Linked DNA regions of Arachis hypogaea: region 2 is linked to region 1. A link is a contact called in public Hi-C data. All regions are on one chromosome and are shown on one strand. The core of a region is the stretch at or near the end of the contact, and the rest is flanking DNA. Distances in the headings are between cores, read along the strand shown. Region 1 holds the start of LOC112790285 (zinc finger protein CONSTANS-LIKE 16). Region 2 holds the start of LOC112790291 (kinesin-like protein KIN-14C).

Region 1 (6,139 bases), core at 1,979-4,478:
TTGTGTAGAAAATTGTAACGTCCTTTGCAGCATGTTCATCAGCTACTCTGAATTGGTACAATGAGAGTTTGATAGTCCCAAATGGCTCATATGCTTTAACTGCCACCAACTGTATTAAATGCACTTGTGCTCCACAGGGTCTCAAGTAAGCAACCATATGCAAATTCACTCTTAGTAACAATAACGAATTTTAATGCTTGTTGATCGATAAGCTATGTCTTGAATATGGCTAGGATGCAATGTTTTCCTTCTGGAATGGATGTACCTTGCTATAATTTACGTTGCAAGGGATCCAATCTTGCTATTGGGGATGAACATCTGGAATATTCCAATGCTGGATGCAATGTCACCCAATGTGTGTACCGTGGCCATAGGGGTGGAAAAATTCTGAGTAGGTAAGCAAATAAATTCAATAAACCTCTGCATAGCAGAATCCTAAAGACCTACCCAAAAAAAATTTTCTATTTTGGCTTCAAGTTTTTTTGTCTTCTTGTAGCAACACGTTCTTTGTTTTGAATTTTGCAGTCTGATAAACTCTTCTTATCTGCAATGTCCGGGTAACTTCTTCATATATAGCAAGAGCAGCAGAAATTTCAGAATTCTGATGTGAAATGTTTTTTTTTTATTTTATCATTCTTTAATGTCTTTATTTTATTAATTTTATTTTATCTGTGTTCTTTTGGGCAGATAATAAAAGCTCTAGTGGAGCAACATGTTGGCAACCCTCAGCACCATATTTGGCAGACCCATTTGTTTTGTCTCCAGGCCCAAGCCCAAGCCTATTCCCCTTGCCTGTTTCTGAGGCTGCTCTAATGACTCATGCCTATAACTATGACTATGACCATGAGAGAAGGCTCCATCTGTTCTCACTCATCTGTCGTATGCTACACTTGTTATTCCCAATGCTTCTACTTTGTTTTTTAATCTGATCAAGTGTATGTTGATGATGCTGATTTGTAATGAATAAATCGTCCTAAATCATGTGGTATGCTGCACTTGTTCTTCCCAATGCAATGGTACTAGTGTAAACACAGATTCCTCTGCATCTCACATTTTACATTTCATTATCCACTTGTGTTTCTCAATTCTGAGTATTGACCTGATAATAAAATCCAATAATGTTTCAGACAAGGAAAAGTTTAGGGTGAGTAATTTTATTAATTTTTGGTTAATTTTATTAATTTTTGATCAGTATGTAATCAATAAAAAAAATAAATAATTTTACATTATTAAAATTATCATTGATAACTATTTAATAATTACAAATTACAAAAATTATTAATTCTCTAATACTCCTCTCCAGAGAATATAGAAAAAGCTGACTACCTGCTTGAAATAGTACTAGTAGAAAATTCAAATAGAATTATCATGTTTCATACATGCTAACAATATTCTGTTTTCGAGTTTTTATTTAAGTATAGAAAAAATTTCAAGTATACTATGTGTTTTAATAATTGTTAATCGTTAATTTTAATTATAAAAAATATATATAATATATATAATTAAAATCAATTTATTGAAATACTGATATTCCGATATACTTTTACGTTTTTCGTAAGTATAATTCTACATTTCGTTATAAGACTAGATTTTCCATTGAAATATAAACGACAAGAAGTACAAATAAATTCTACTCATAGGAATAAGAAAAATGTGTATGTGTTTATTTAAGACTCATCATTATAATTTATATAGTGACCTCTTAGTTTAAATAGAATTTTATTAATTGAAGTATAGCGTCTAAGTATAATAATAAGGGTAAACTATTAAAACATACTTAAAAGTTATTTATATTGTTGATAAAAAATAATTTTAAAAGATAAAAAGACAAATAAATTATTAAAAGATTTAAAACTATAATAAAAATATCAAATATTAAATATATATTTTTAAAATAAATTTTACAAATTAGATTTTGATATATTTTTATAAATATAATTAAAAAAGATAATTTTTTTAAAAATTTGATAATTTTATACCAAAAAAATGTTTTTCGATTTTTTTTGCTGAATGATTGAAATTTTTTTAGATTTTTTTGTTATATTTTTAAATTGTTCAAAACTTATTTATCGTTTATATATCAGAACTATTTTTATCATTTGTACGAATTTTTGGATATTATATTAGTTTACCCTAACATTACATAATAAAAGTATCAGGACAGACATAACTTATACATAAGTACCAGGTTTCGAAGCTAGACCATACTTTTTTTCTTCTTTTTGGTGTCTGAAGGTAGACCATATTGATTCTGATAAATACGCGCAAATATGACTAAGAAATAATAACTACAAACACTGGTAGGCTTGGATAAAGTTGATAGTTATGGCTTATAAGCATCATCACAAGCAACAGGTTTTGGCAATAATATCTTGCCCCAATTCTAGCAAGAATATCTATCTGAACGATAAGTTGCATTCATGAGGTCGTTTGAACAAAACACAGGTGTCATCAGATAATTCGCTTCTACTTTTCCATCACTTCAAGATTTTAAAATGTATACCCATACCATCATCACATTGATATTTACATTATGCTAAGATTCCTAATTAATATTTAGCCACATGGCACTAGTTATTGCATAGTAACACACAAAGCTAAGTTTGTTCTATCTTTACTTGCCTTTGTCCCCTCTTTTTTTCCTCGTCAGCTGTTAACTTCCCTGATAAGGATATATATAGACAATAGAGAATTTAGTGACAAGAATACATGTTGGAGAATTCTGCATATCCGATGGAACCCCCAAAAAATTGAATCTATATATATACATACACATCCATCATGTGGCTTTGGTATATTTAAAATTTACTGTGAAAATAAATATATAATAAAATTCATGGTGATCTATTATTTGGATTTTGGACTGACTCCTATAATATCAACGGCCACCTCGGTTGATTTGTATAGGTTGTGTAGACTTATGTGCTTTCTGTTACATCAGTATTGCCTTTCATGCATGCAATTCTGAGTTAACCATAAACAGATAACATATCGGCAGAGAAACTAATTTGTTACCAAATAAATGAGTTATGAGTTATGACCAATTTGTAAAATTTGAACCCAATGGTAAGAAATTTATCCGTTTCTTGACATTAGGATATACACAACAATCTTAATTATCCCCTTTTAGTTTCATCAATTAGATCAACTTCTGTAGAGCAAAGAAAGGAAACTAATAATGATGAGGCAATGAATACTATGTGTATGTGGTTTTGAAACATAAAAATTGAAGGTGAGTCAAGCACGAACATTATGTAAAATAGGCAGGGAAGGCGAAGAGAATCTAATGGGTGAAAAGAAGTATGAGAAAGAGAGAGGGGAAGCGAAAGCAACATGAGTAGGGGACCGCAAGCAGGAATTTTAAAGTCTTAGGCGGAATTATTGAATCAATAGGGTGGATCCCAACAAAAGCGTCTTACTCAGAAATTTAACTCTCACCACTGCCCATAACACACAGTCGAGTAAACACTTAAACTTACCAGGTGCAGCTCCAAGTGGGGCCCATGTGAAATCCCGTTGTTACAAGCACAACCAATCACAATTCAGAGAACAAGATGAACATGAAATCACCAACCAATGGGATGTTGGATGAGCCCGAATTGCGGGGACCATTAGCAAAATGACCAAAAGTGCATAGGATGGTATAGGGTTTCTCCCACACCACACTGTCAAGTCTCAACACACAAATAATTGAATTGAAGTGAATCATTTTGGGGGTACCCCAAATAAATAGACTAAACACCTTGCAAAGTTCCTGTTGCAATTGCAACTTGCAATCACTAACTAACTGCCATTTTCATTGCTCTGACAAGTTTGTTATTTTTAGTTCTTCTATGAGCATAGACATGAAAGAAGCAGCTGCAACTGCAACAACTGCAAGTGCCTTGGGTGCCAAGACGGCCAGGGCTTGCGACAGCTGCTTACGGAGGAGGGCACGGTGGTTCTGCGCTGCAGATGATGCATTCCTCTGCCATGCCTGCGACAACTTGGTCCACTCCGCGAACCAGTTAGCGAGCAGGCACGAGAGGGTTAGGCTTCAAACGGCGTCGTGCAAGCTCACCAACAAGGTAACCACCGCACACGCATGGCACAGTGGGTTCACGCGCAAGGCAAGAACACCACGCCACAACAACAACAAGCACTTAGCCTTACAACAAAGGCTTAAGGACCAAGTTTTATTCAACACCGCTTGTGTTCTTCCCGTTGTGCCGGAGCTTGGAGTTGAAGAAACAGCTCTTCTGGATGATCATGAGAGTGAGGAGCAGCTGCTGTGTCGCGTGCCCGTGTTTGACCCTTTCGATGCAGAGCTTTGCAATGATGTGTACAGTGAAGTCAGGGACGAGAAGAATCACGAAGAACGAGGTTGTTGTGATGACTTGGAGAGCTTCTCTGAGTTTCTGCCATCGGATATGGATCTTGCTGAGTTTGCTGCTGATGTTGAAACCCTGCTTGGAAGTGGGATTGATGAAGATTCATTAGGAATTGATTGCAAAGAAGAAGTTCAAAGAGAAGATGCATGCGTTAGAGCCGAAACCACCATTAATATTAAGGAGGGTGCAATGGTAATGGTAAAGGTGAAGGATGAGGAGCTTGATTCAGATACAGCAAGTCATCTTCAGTCAGTTTTTGACATCACAAACGATGACGAATTTGATTGGAATATCGAATCGGTGCTCTTATCGGCGGAGGAAAAGGCGACCACTGCCGCACCAGTAAGTAATAATAGTGATAGTGTTGGTGAAGAGAAAAAGAGGGACATATTTTTGAGACTAAACTATGAAGAGGTTATAAATGCTTGGGCAAGCCAAGGTTCTCCGTGGACAACAGGAACCCCTCCTCCGTTCAACCCTCATGATCATTCCTGGCTAAATTTCTTGGTACTTATTAGTACTTCTCTACTCCGTCTATGTATATGTATTTTTGTACTAGTATTTGATGCAGATGCGCATACATATTTGTGAATTTCAGGATCCAAGTGGTGGAGATGTTCATCAGTGCTCTTCTTATGGGGATGGCAGAAGCGTGAGGGGACATGTTGGAGATGGGGGAAGAGAAGCAAGAGTATCTAGGTACAGAGAGAAGAGAAGGACTCGTTTGTTTGCTAAGAAGATAAGATATGAAGTGAGGAAACTGAATGCGGAGAAGAGACCTAGAATGAAAGGTAGATTTGTCAAGAGATCATGCCTTGTTGGAGGAGCCACATCTTCCTTTCAACCCTCCTATAACTGAGCGAGACTGACATCAATCAATCATTCAATCAAGTTCCTTGTTTGCTTTTTCTGCAAATCTGGAATGCTTCTGTGACATAATAATATCACTATTATTCTAGGTCAGGTTTCGCTAAAGTTGTTGCTTGGGATTGAATCTCTCTATCTCTAGCAGGTCTCTTAGTTGGGTAATCAGATTTAGGAATTCGGGTTATGTTGATGCATGCATTACCCAGTTAACTTTCTAGCTAGGCTACTGATATTTAACAATGTTTACTACATATATATATCAAGTTCAGATGTTAATTGTTGAATTAGTTTGTACATTATCTACATATATATATATATGCTTGTGACGATTTCGGTTTAATGTACTCCTTTGTCCCATGTACACGAAGAAGTAAAAAACAGGAGGGTGGTTGTTATATTAATTAGAAAGATGAACATGCTTACATACTAAGTTTAATTTCAGCAATGCGAATCCACCAAACTAGTTTTCACAATAAGCTATATGCAGATGTGGTTAAATTCTGGCCAGCACTTAACTATCAAAAGAAAATTGAATAATTCTATACCATTAGATATAATTTTACACTATTAAAAATATCATTAATGACTAATTAATGACTAACCACAAAATCTACTAACTTCCTAAACTTTCTCTATAAAAATGATGGAAACTTAAGTGTGCAATCTATTTTTAAAAGAAATGGATAGTCGTCAAATTATTAAATATGTTAAATTATTTAAAAATTTTTAATTAATGTCACATAAAAATAACATATTTTTATCTTTAAAAATTTATTAGAATAACAAAGTTACGAATGGTTGGATACAAATGAATAAATATTAAAAAATAATAATATAAAATTATTTTATTTATTTTAAAATATATATATATATATATATATATATATATATATAATCATTTA
Region 2 (6,139 bases), core at 1,607-4,106, 690 kb after region 1:
TTAATCTGATAGTAGTTGAAGGAAAACCAAACTTGCCCAAAGTATGCTCTAGGAACCGCCAATCAATCCTGTCATAAGCTTTTTCCAAGTCTATTTTGAAAGCAAGAGTTTCTTTATGGGACTTGGTCTGTTTCATGAAGTGTAGAATCTCTTGAGCAATGATTATATTGTCGGGGGCGCCCCTCCCTAGGATAAACCCACCTTGAAGAGGACCGATAATCTCTGTCATGAAAGGTCGAAGGTGATTAACAAGAACCTTTGTGCTGACCTTATAGACCACATTACACAGACTAATAGGCGAAAATCCTTGAAATAAGATGGAACATCTACCTTCGGGATAAGCACAATAAAAATCTCCATGATTCTTATATCAATAAGATTACCCCTGAAAGCACTTTCCACAAGCTGCCAAATATCCACTCCTACAATTTCCCAATACTCCTTAAAGAAATAAGTCTGAAAGCCATCCGAACCTGGAGCCTTAAAGGAGTTCGTGCTAAACACTGCTGCTTTAACCTCAGCAAGAGTCACTGGAGCAGTAAGTGTCTCACAAGCTTCAGCACTAAGACAAGGCAAAGTAACGTCTCCCAAGCAATCCACTTCTACCTCCTCCGTAGAACAAAAGAGATTCTTAAATAAAGAAGTGGCCTCTTGTTGAAGAATTTCTGAATCTGTAGACCAAGAACCATCAGAAATAAATAGCCCGTTAATCTTATTAAATATCCTGCGAACCAATGTTTGAAGGTGGAAGAACTTGGTGTTTCTGTCACCAAACCGCACCCATTGTTCTCTTGACTTTTGAAACCAAAACAACTCCTCTTGAAGCAAGATGCGGTTATAATCTTCATTAAGTTCCTTTTCTTTAATCCTTAATGAAAGAACATCAGTCACCTCCAACCTCTTTTGCATGGCGCTGATCCGATTCTCTAAATTCCTCTTCTTAGCAAAAATATTACCAAAGACCTTAGCATTAAAGTCCAAGGACCCTTGCTTAACAGCATTTAAATTTGTAAAGATACTATGATTATTACCACTCTATGCATTTTGTACAACTTGCTTGAAGGAAGGGTGAGTACTCCAGGCAGCTTGGAAATGGAATGGCATATCTCCCTTTGGCTGAGAAATACTATGGCACCTTAATAAAATAGGACAATGATCAGAGTGAAGCCGACATAAGATTTCAGCATAAGATGTATATGTATTCAACATATTTCTTTACAATGTTTGCTCATAAAAATGCCTTTAAACCCCTTTTTTTTTGGTCCGCTTCTTTGATTGGTACCTATAAGATGAGAGTATATTCTACTCTCAATTTAGATTTTGAACAAAATCCCCAAACTTTAGGCTGTTGATGAATGTCAATTCGATGGAATATCAAAAAATCACTGTAATATATTGCATTATGAACTTAATTTTAATGCAGCGTAAAAAATTTTATACGGTGAACTAATCATATTTATACGGTTAGTCACAAAAACAAATCATATTTATATGGTTAGATAATTTTTTAGTTTTAAATATAAAATTTAAAAGGAGTGCTACACATACAAGTAATTTGGTTTACAAGTCATATAAGTTAGGAGAAACTTAACAAAAAGCACGCTGACCCATATACGATTTTCATGGCGTGTTTTGCGTTCCTCCTTCTCCTCCTCCTCTTCATTCTTCTTCTCATTCTTCTTCTCCTACTCTTCTTCTTCTTCCTCCATGAAAACGTGTTTCTTGCCAAATTTGATCTCCTTCGTGCGTTCTCTTTTTGCCTTTTCATTCGTTGTTTTATCTGCGTTTATCACTGATATTCTTGCTTCGTTTTTTTTTCGATTTTCATGGTTTCTGGAATCAAGCTTTGAAATCGTTTTGAAGATAATGGAACTTCAGAAATACACCCAAACGATTACAGAAATACACCCAAAGGATTACAGAAATACACCCAAACGGTTATAGGAATTCACCTAAACGATTATAGAAATACACCCAAAGGATTACAGAAATACACCAAAAGGATTATGAAAATACACCCAAAGAATTTAAGAACACCCAAAATTCGTTGAAGTACACCTTATGCATAATTTAGAACTCTTTCTCTTTTTTCTCATCATCTTCTGCTGCTTCTTCTTCTTCAAAAACGATTTCAAAGCTTGATGTCAAAAAATAATGGAAATCGAGAATAACGAAGAAAGAAAACAGAGAGAAAAGCACGTAAATGAAGAAGAAGAAAGAGAAGGCAAGAAACGAAAGAAAAGAAGAAGAAGAAGAAGAAGAAGAAGAGGAAGAAGAACGTATAAGAAGAAGAAGAAGAAGAAGAAGGTACAGAAGATAAGGAGGAAGAAGATGAAAAACGTGCAGTCAAAAAGAACGAGGAGAAACACGATGATGAAGATGAAACACTTCAAAAACGAAGAAGATGAAGAAGAAGAAGAGGCACGGAAAAGAAGAAGAAGAGGCACGGAAAAAAAGGAGAAGGAGAAGAAAAAGAGGAGGCATGGAGAAAGAAAAAGAAGAAGAAATAAATGACTTGTATGACTTGTATGTAAAAACGCTTGTATATGAAGAATTTCTCAAAAATTAATTACTTATATATGTAAAACTCTTTTAAATTCTTGTATTATTACTTATTTGTAGAAATTCTGTTATAATTTCATGAAAGTTAAACAGTTGAAAAGAAAATATATTTGGCTAACAACAGATAGAATGTTAACCAAAAAGAATAAAGAATGAAACAAACAGAAGACGAAATGTCCATATGTCCAAGATTATGAATTATGATATAGTACATAGTATATACAAAATAAGATGTGCATTCACATGACTCAATAAAAGGCATTAACAGTTTTTTTCTTTTTTTTTTTTTTGGTATACTCTTTTTTTTTATTTCTGCATATGACTCGTTAAAATAGCAAGTAAGAATGGAGTCTAAGATCGAAGACTGTTTCTTTGAGGAAAGGAAGAAGGTCTTAGCAACGACAACAGAAAAGTAGCGTTTGACACGTGGCATGCGTGTATAAGTTGCGTGGTTTGGCGGTTGGTTGTGTGGCGCTGGTACAGAGAGAGACTTCCTCGCCTATTCTCCCGCCACTATTCTGATCTTCTCTTTCCCGCTCTCTCTTTTCGCACTTTCCCACCAACGTAACGCACGTAACATTCCTCAACAATAGATAACAAAAAAAAAAATATATGTGATGAATTAATTTGTAAAAATCTGGTAATTGAATGGACTCGATCTCCTCTTTTGACTCTCTTCTCTTCTTTTTTTTTCCTCTTGCTTTTTGGTTCTCCGGGATCCTGTTAAATGGCAATGAGAAATTGTTATGAAAATTAAATTAAAGTTATAATGAAATCTTTGAAATTTAACATGCAGCGTTGGATTTCGGCATCCATATCGCATGCACAATAAATTTGTTTTCTTCAGCACCGGCCTTCCGTGACCAGCTTCTCAATATTTCTTCTTTGGGAAGATGATGGCATGTGCTCATCCCTCAATCCAATTAATTATAGTTGCATTAAGATTTTTGCTTTTTCTGTTAAATAGATGACACATTTTCTGGCCCTCGATCTGCTTATTTGATTGATTGATAAAATGCCCTCTATTAGATAGTTTGTCTTGTTTACATTGCGTTGCATTCTGTGATATAATTAGTTTACACTACCGTGATTCTAAGTTCTAACTTCAACTTCGGTTCGGGATGGATTGGATATTAATTTCAGCTTTGGAGAGCTTTACAGGAAATGTGACGATTCCTTGCGAATTTGGTTGAAACATGGCTCAATGAAAATCTGAGGTTGATTGTTCCTCCAGGGACATAGCTAGTAATGAATAATTCCACATCAGAGAACCACAATACAGAATCCAAAGAAATGGGCAGCCCAAAGCCCATTTCTACTGGAATTTGTAAAAATGGTTTTATAGTCTCTATTCATGGCGAGGTTGAAGGTATGATCGATGGAAGATGGGACTTAACCCCTTCTTAGTAATTACTAATAATTTGCATTTGATGTACTCCTCAGCTCAAGGGTTTTATTACTTGAACATTATTAATTATTTTCAGCGAAACATCGATTGCTTTTGGTTCAATGGATATCTACCCTTCTTCCTTCACTGAACTTACCGATAAATATCACGGACGATGTCTTAAGAGCATGCTTGAGGGATGGTATCGTTTTGTGTCAGATACTGAACAAGCTTCGCCCAGGTTCCGTCCCGGTGGTAATACTAATTTTTTTAAGCGGGAATTAATTAGCATTAACTATTGATTTTAGATGTTACCTCTCTCTCAGTTTGGCTTAGCTTCCCTTTTGTAGGTTAGTGAATTTGATCATGAAGAAAATCTAAAATCGTTTCTGAAAGCTATGGATGGATTGGGATTGCCTCAGTTTTCAATATCAGACCTGGAGAAGGTATAAGACACCTGCATTCTCACTTCTTAGCATAGATCTTATATACAGGACAGCATAAATGTTGATGTAATTGGTATTTGTGTAGGGATCCATGAAGGTCGTTGTGGATTGCTTGTTATCACTCCGAGCAAAGAGTTTGCAGAATGTTTTCTGGGATAACAATTCTTCTACCACTAATTCCAAAGTAGGAAGCCCTCACGGGATTACAGCTCCCAGTGTTCCATTTCCACCATCATTCGAGACGACCACAAAGCACCATCGTTCCCTGAGTAGCCCATTCTTGACAGGTGGAAAAAACATATCTCCTAAGACATAAAACTTGCATGCAGTTGTCTTCGCATAAATTTGATAGTTGAAAACTGTTAGATAGCAGTTTTAGTCAAATATATCAAATTGTCTAATGGTTCTTAGCTATTAACTTCACATTAAGATAACTATACATGAGTCTCCATCCTGAGATATGTATCTGCTATCCTGCAATTCATCAAGTGTTACTCATTGCAGAGTCACCAACTTCATTACTGCACCAGGGTCACAAGTTCCACGAGGGGTTTGAGGTGTTTCAAGGGAAAGAAGAAAGTTATGCAGATCTTTCTCCAACAAAAATATCAGAAATGGTCAAATCAGTCAGTTTAGACGTGAGTTCAATCCACATTTGCACGTTGGTATGAATGTAATACAACATCATTCATATGTTGCAGTATCTGATGTTGCAGAATGCACCAACTCAGTCACTTCTGGGTGTTGTGAATGGTATTCTTGAAGAAACCGTTGAAAAACGAAATGGTGAAATGCCTTATGTATGTATGGCCTTAACAGATTTCTGGTTTGTGTTGCACATCGCTCGTTTCGTTCATTCATTAATATTTATGATTCTTATTCAGCGCGTCGCCTGCTTGTTGAGAAAAGTTTCCCAGGAGCTTGAGCGCCGCATGTCAGCCCAAGCAGAACATTCAAGAACTGTATGCCAAATACACTCATTACTACTTTGACTTGTTTTTCTTTCTGCATTGATTTCATCATATCACTTTCTTGCCCTGTCCTGTGCCATCAGCAAAGCAATCTTTTCAAGGTTCGTGAAGAAAAGTATCAATCCAGAATTAGAGTACTTGAGGCGCTTGCGACTGGAAATAATATAGAAGAGGATGAGGTATCATAAGTAACTCTGTCTAGTACTCGTTATGTCAGAACTGTATCCCTTTTAAATTCTTTCCAAATTTGTTAGAGTTTCTATTTATCAGAGGGAACTTTGTATAACAGATCATTGCTAGCCAGCTTCATCTGCGAAAAGTAATGTTTTCTTACTTTGCGTGATTAGCAACATATACACCTCTTAGAAAAGAGGTTTTCATTCGCATATTCGTGTTAAGTGCAGGCTGAGAAGTTCGCAGTGGAAGAAAATAAGCCTGATGACAGGGATTTTGAAAGGTCCATGAAAAAGCAGGAGGACAAAATTTTGGAAATTTCAGCATTGACCGAAGATTTAGAAACAAGAAAAAAAGCACTTGAATTAAAATGCTCACGATTAGAAGTAGAGGCTATGGAAGCTAAAGCAGAAATAGAACAGAAAACTAAAGCATATGAGCAGCAATTAGAAGAATGGCGCAATAAGTGTAAAGAGCTTGAGTCTTCTTATGTTTCAAAATATAACAAGTGGAACATGAAAAAGAACCAGATGCTAAACGTTGTAAATTTTCAATCTAGTAACCTAGAGGTACGCTTACAAATGTGTTAATGTCAAATA

Evidence for each region. Hi-C and Micro-C count contacts between places; a contact is called where the count stands out from the background.
Region 2: a contact with region 1 is called in a Hi-C map of an unstated tissue, with 6 times the contacts expected there. The contact joins the promoter of LOC112790291 here to the promoter of LOC112790285 in region 1. A contact is called at or near these places in 3 of 8 Hi-C or Micro-C datasets (leaf and an unstated tissue).

What each region holds. Positions count from the first base shown.
Region 1 is chr3:36,450,814-36,456,952 of arahy.Tifrunner.gnm2.J5K5, forward strand. LOC112790285 (zinc finger protein CONSTANS-LIKE 16) reads left to right here and starts at 3,229. Exons shown (of 2, transcript XM_025832614.3): 1 at 3,229-4,877; 2 at 4,969-5,577. The coding sequence starts at 3,834. The coding sequence ends at 5,229. LOC112790284 (lysM domain-containing GPI-anchored protein LYP6) reads left to right here. Exons shown (of 5, transcript XM_025832613.3): 2 at 31-145; 3 at 234-395; 4 at 526-557; 5 at 688-1,137. The coding sequence ends at 929.
Region 2 is chr3:37,142,242-37,148,380 of arahy.Tifrunner.gnm2.J5K5, forward strand. It overlaps LOC112790291 (kinesin-like protein KIN-14C), which reads left to right and starts at 2,857. Exons shown (of 18, transcript XM_072232813.1): 1 at 2,857-3,931; 2 at 4,047-4,204; 3 at 4,300-4,395; 4 at 4,481-4,682; 5 at 4,900-5,033; 6 at 5,112-5,195; 7 at 5,280-5,357; 8 at 5,450-5,545; 9 at 5,656-5,685; 10 at 5,771-6,109. The coding sequence starts at 3,811.